Linked DNA regions of Rattus norvegicus: region 2 is linked to region 1. The links are chromatin contacts, called in public Hi-C maps. All regions are on one chromosome and are shown on one strand. Each heading gives the region's core, a stretch centred on a gene start, on an enhancer-like site or on the middle of the called end of the contact. The rest is flanking DNA. Distances are from core to core; before and after follow the strand shown.

Region 1 (2,660 bases), core at 92-2,591:
GACATAGAGTGTGTTGAGTTTAGCAGTCTGGTGAAATGGAGGGCCCTGGTTCTCCTGTCTTGTCTTTGCTGCTTTGAGACACTTAGGTGCGGGTCAGGTCAGAGGCAGGGGAGTGGAAGATTGCAGATTAGTCTCCAAATTCTGTACCTGGAGGTGCCAGGGAGGACTCTGTCTCTGTGGCCCTCTCCGCCTTGGCCAGTCCCTCCCCGTGTCCCTTAGAAACAGGATAAGGAAACTTGCTCTCGTGTTAACACCGCGTGGGGCCAGAGCTGAGTATTTTCTAAAACACGTGCTAACAGTGGAAGCAGCGGGAGACTCTGGAATATTCCACGTTCTGGAATATGGGTTCGTTCAGGAGAAAGAGTTGAAGTTGGTCTTAATGCCTGGGAGGTGCCTTAAGTCACAGTGATGCCTCACGAGGGCAGAGGAGGGTATTGCAGAGTCCTGAGGCTCAGGGTTGCCACGTTTATGTGAGAACAGTTTTGACCCCGAAGGCTGTGTGCCTGAAGTTTATAACCAGGCCCATAACCATCAGGAATGAGGCTTTGGTACCCACAGGCTGCCGGGTGGCACCAGAGTTGTACGTGGGAGGCATTGATGGCACTTTCAGGGTGAGCAGAGGCTGCACGGGGAAGAGAAAGCCGAGCGTGTGAAGGTGTGTGCAGTTACTGGGCTAGTGACTGTGCTCTGGTCTGGAGGAGACACCTGTATGTGCTCTTTAGAGACAGAAGATGAGGACCCAGAGTGACTCGGGAGCCACAGAACTCTGCCTGGGCCCTTGTCAGCCTGGCATGTGGTGTTGCAGGGCCTGCTTGTCTCTTCCTGGAGTGGCTGCTGCCAGGTCTGTGCACGTACGACCCTGCTCTTGTGTGTTTCCAGCTGAAAGAGAAGAGCCAGGCGTGTGGAGGGAACTTGGGGTCAATAGAAGAGCTTCGGGGAGCCATCTACTTGGCGGAAGAGGCCTGCCCTGGGATCTCCGACACCATGGTGGCACAGCTTGTACAACGGCTGCAGAGGTAAGTGGCTCCGGGCTGGGACTGGGTTTCAGGAGAGGAGCCTGGTGTTGCTGGCCTGGCTTCCCAGACTAGGAGCTGTCGCAGTCTGCGGCTTGGTAATTCTCTGGGTTTTCTTGTTCTGTTGTCCCTTGGGCTGTGGGCTCACAGTAAAGCTCCTGGGGGAGAAGGCTTGTCCTGAGTTGGATAAAGTCTGGATTTCTGAGTCTGGAAGGGACCGCAGACCTTTGTATTTATAGCTCCAAAGAAACGCAAGAGCAGAGAGCGCCCCAGTCACATGGAGACCGTGCTCAGATACCAGAGGCTTTGGTGGAGTGGACTCTGAGCCGTGCCTAGAGCCTCTGCTCTGACCTCTGGGAGCTAGTTCCTGTCTCTGCCTGGTGGCTTTAGCCACATAGCCTCCTTGTAGAATAGTTATTACTACTGTTCAGGGCAAAAAATATAGTTTGCTTGTTGGCCTCCAGTCTTGAGGCCATTGAAAGAGGAGACAGTGTCTTTTTAAGATTGCCCTGATTTGACTCTTACAGGCCACAACACATTACAGAGTGAAGGAAAGTACAGCTTAAAACCCGGTCTGTGTGTTCACACCTGTAGAAGCTCTGTTTCCCTAACTTGGGATAACTTTCTCTTTCCTCCAGTGGCATCTGATTTTCATTTAAAAAGAGGGTTGTCACAAACAAAACAGAACTACATTCAGAAACTGCCTGTTTATTATCCTGCTTCCTATTTTCTGCTCGAAATACTAAGGTGTCACTTTTTCTGTGATGTGCGTGCATTCATGTGTGCACGCCGCGGTCACAGGTCCGAGGACAGCTCTCAGCAGTTGGTTCTCTTCTGCCCTTTTTTAATCCAAGGATCTAACTTGGGACACCAGGCCTGTCTGCCCTCTCACCCCAGTGAAGCCTGCTGGGTGGCAGCTGGCCTTGGCTTCCGCATAGTGGGCTGCAGGTCTACCACACTCAGATGTTATCACTTCAGGAGTTTTGCATGTGGTCCAGGGTTGCCTGATGTTATGTGAGTGGTTGGTAGGTGTGACTTGATTTCCCCAGGAGCTCACGCACAGGAAGTATGACAGGTATACACCTAGTTTATCCTCTTCTTGTTTCTGGATCTGTCTCCTGCTGAGACACCTAAGCTGGCAGCTCTAGTGGAAATGTGATAGGAGCCGCATAGAGAATTTCACTTACTTTAAGAATATTTTATTGATTATTACTGGGAGGGTGCACGTGCCCTCATGCGGATCCCAGGTCAGGATTATGTTGCCAGGCTCACAGCAAGCACCTTTGCCTGCTGGCCCCACATGTGAAGGTTTGGATATTTGGGTCTTAACATTGCCTGCCTGTCTCTCTGTCTCCGTGTCATTGTCCCCCACCCCAACCCCGTGTGTGTGTGTGTGTGTGTGTGTGTGTGTGTGTGTGTGTGTGTGTGTGAATTTTTGTGGTACTGGAGATTTAATTCTTGGTCTCGAGCATGCTAGGCAAGTATTCTACCACTGAGCTGAGTCCCCCGGCCTACCCACACATGGAATTTTAAATTTTCTAGAAACTATATCAAGAACATAAAGAGGAACATGCAAAATTAATTTTAATTTTAATTAAAGTATTAACTTTAATAAGTTCCTGCTTCAGCGGATAATCACCATGAACA
Region 2 (2,660 bases), core at 74-2,573, 73 kb before region 1:
TTTTTTTTTTTTTTGGAGACAGGGCCTCTTTACATAACCCTGGCTGTCTGTGAATGCACAAATCTGACCATCTGTCTCTGACTGTTGGGTTTAAAGGAGCGTTCCACCAACACCTGGCTTTTGTGATCACTTCTCTGGTGTTCAGAAAGAAGCATCTTTTCCCACTGTTTTTCCGAGGGTGGGCAAGTTTCAGCCTGTACCCAAATCGTAAGAGCTGGGAGGAGGAAGGGCTTTGTTTGTTTAAATAACTTTCAGAGCAGGGTGGTCTCTGCTGTGGGTACAAGTCAGTTCTGATTGGTCAGGAGAGGTGAGTGAGCTTGACCTGTAGGATTTCTCTCTCTTAACTTCCTTCCTGGTGCTGAGCAGCTGCGGGCTTACTGTCCCTTCCAAGGGAACTTGATTTCTCCTTTTGAAATTGATAGTTCCAGTAGGCGGCAGCCCTTAATGATCAGAGGAAAGAATAATTGCTAGGGAATGAAAGGTTCGCAGCTTTTACCATGAGGGGAATGGAGCTCTGGGCTTTGTAGGGAGGCTGCCGTTTGTCCCATTCTGACTGGAGCACTGGGGCTGGAATCACAGGTCTGCATGTGCATGTAGCACATCTGAATGTGGTAGTGTCTGAAGGAGGAGGCAGGGACACAGGGCAAGCTTCGGCTATTACCACGTGACAGCCTTTCAAAGGATTTTACCTTTTTGTTGCCTTACTTGATTAGCTGGATCTCACACTGTGTTCCAGGATGGCTCAGAGCTCAGCATGGCACAGGCTAGCCCCCGACTCAGCACTTCACCTTAACCTCTGGATTGCCGAGATTACAGGTGTGAACCAACACACCTGCTGTAAAGGGTTTCTTTTCCACCCGATGAGAAGGTCAGAGGGTGAAACTTTACCAAGCCTGGTGGCCTGATCCATCTCTGAGATCCATGTTGTAGAAAGACAGACTCCGTTCCCTGGGTTCTCTGATTCCCACGCACATGCTGGGATAAATATAATGAGGATTTCTTTTCAAGACGGAATCCAAGCAGGTTGTGTGGAAGCGTAGGGACTTGACGTGTCCCTGAGTGCCCAGGGACTGGATTTTTCTTACTTGGTGAAAAGAAGATGTCAGAGGGGTTGTCCCACCTTGTCGTTTGGCCGGGAGCCCACTCACGGTGTGGAAGTCTTGGGAGTATTTCTTTACCCCTTGAGTTTTGTAACAACAGTTTTGTTGGACTGGGGAGCCTGGTCTGCTGCCACTCTTGTCTGAGGAGGGAGGTATCCGTGTGGGCTGAGGTGCTTGGCAGAAGGGCAGGCTTGGCGTTGGAGTCTGCAGAGCCTGGGAAGGCCATGGCTGTGGGTTAATAGACCTGGGGCTGCCAGCTGGCACAGAGTGTGGACGTGAAGAACCTGTGGTGACAGGGACTTCTGTAAGTGGACTGGAGGAGGGGGTGTGGACAGCCACATCCATAAATGGGTCTGGAGCTTGGGGAAGAGTCCAGGTCAGGGAGCCATACGCTAAGTAGGTCAAGTGGCTGCAAGCAACCTAGGAACGGGTGTGACTGAGTGACTGAAAGGGAGGAGTCTGTGAGATTGCCCCACCAAGCGAGGTCCTGCAGGTCTTGGCTTGCTCTCTACTGAGAGTTCTAGGCTGAACCCTGACGCCCACATGACCACGGGAGTGGGTAGTGCCTGCCCCAGGTGGAATCGTTTTCGTTTTGAAAGTTTCAACATTTGTTTGTTTTTCTGTTTACGGGTGCTTTACTTGAATGCTTGCGGTGCACCACGGGCACGTAGTGCCCATGGAGGCCAGAAGAGGGCGCTGGATGCCTGGAGCTGGAGTTCACACTGCTGTGGACTGCCTTGTAGTGGGCAACGGGAATCCAACCCAGTCCTCTGGAAGAGGAGTGGGTCCTCATAACCATCCCTCCAGCCTTCCTTTGAAAGGTCTGATGAAGAAAATCATGTCAGAGCCCTGAATACCTACTATACAGATTTTATTTCGACCCCAAATCTCCCTGCCAGATAGTTGAATGGATGTCAGTTCTGTGGGAAGTCAGAACATGACTTCACAGTGAGCGACTAACTCTTAACAGGGGGCTGCCTGAAGTCCTGGTCTTGGGCTACATGCACAGGAAGCTGCTGGGCCTTTTGTAGGCTCAGTCTTAGGGCTTTCAGCTGGGTGAGTGAAGCTGTGCTTCCTGAATTGGATGGTGTTTTCTGGGGCTGAATTCTCGTTATTGGGGCTTAAGATCCGCTGTGTTAGAGGGTTTCTCAGAGACTCACTTGCTCATGTGCCTGAAAAGACCAGGTTTGTCTTCCTGCATCATCCCCGTGTGCTCCCAGGGACCGAGATCCTTGCCCAACTGTTAGAATGGTCCTCAGCTGTCCTGAGGTGATCCTGGAGGACCAGGAACACCCTTTACCAGTAATGCTAGTGCAGGTTTTTAGGAAGGTGCTTCTTGGCCTGGTCTACACCCTGTCCCTAACCCAGGGCTGAGAAACCAGCCGGGTAAGCAAGTGTATGTTTCCCAAGGTAGGGTAGAGAAGTCCCAGCAGAGAGTTCTCCCTCCAGAGGGACTTCTCACAGGCAACTCTCAGGGAGGAGCATGGCCAGGCATGCTGCGTAGGAGAGTGGTTGGTGTATATATGCAGGCTGCTCTTACTTGCAGCACTGCTCAGGGGT

Evidence for each region. A called contact is a pair of places that touch in the nucleus more often than the background predicts.
Region 2: a Hi-C map of liver shows a contact between it and region 1, with 2.8 times the contacts expected there. The contact joins two enhancer-like sites. A contact is called at or near these places in 7 of 12 Hi-C or Micro-C datasets (the Rat2 cell line, Schwann cells, hepatocytes and 3 more).

What each region holds. Positions count from the first base shown.
Region 1 is chr15:104,775,017-104,777,676 of GRCr8, reverse strand. Stk24 (serine/threonine kinase 24) reads left to right here. Exons shown (of 11, transcript NM_001127494.1): 10 at 880-1,016. Among named protein-coding and RNA genes, the nearest start is that of Stk24, 89 kb to the left of the region's middle. Within about 2 kb of position 1,341, at least 4 of the 93 cell types and tissues checked have an H3K27ac peak or open chromatin away from gene starts, as enhancers often do. A contact at or near this core is called in liver, where this site is marked.
Region 2 is chr15:104,848,209-104,850,868 of GRCr8, reverse strand. All of the region lies in intron 1 of Stk24 (serine/threonine kinase 24), which reads left to right. Among named protein-coding and RNA genes, the nearest start is that of Stk24, 16 kb to the left of the region's middle. Within about 2 kb of position 1,323, at least 17 of the 93 cell types and tissues checked have an H3K27ac peak or open chromatin away from gene starts, as enhancers often do. A contact at or near this core is called in liver, where this site is marked.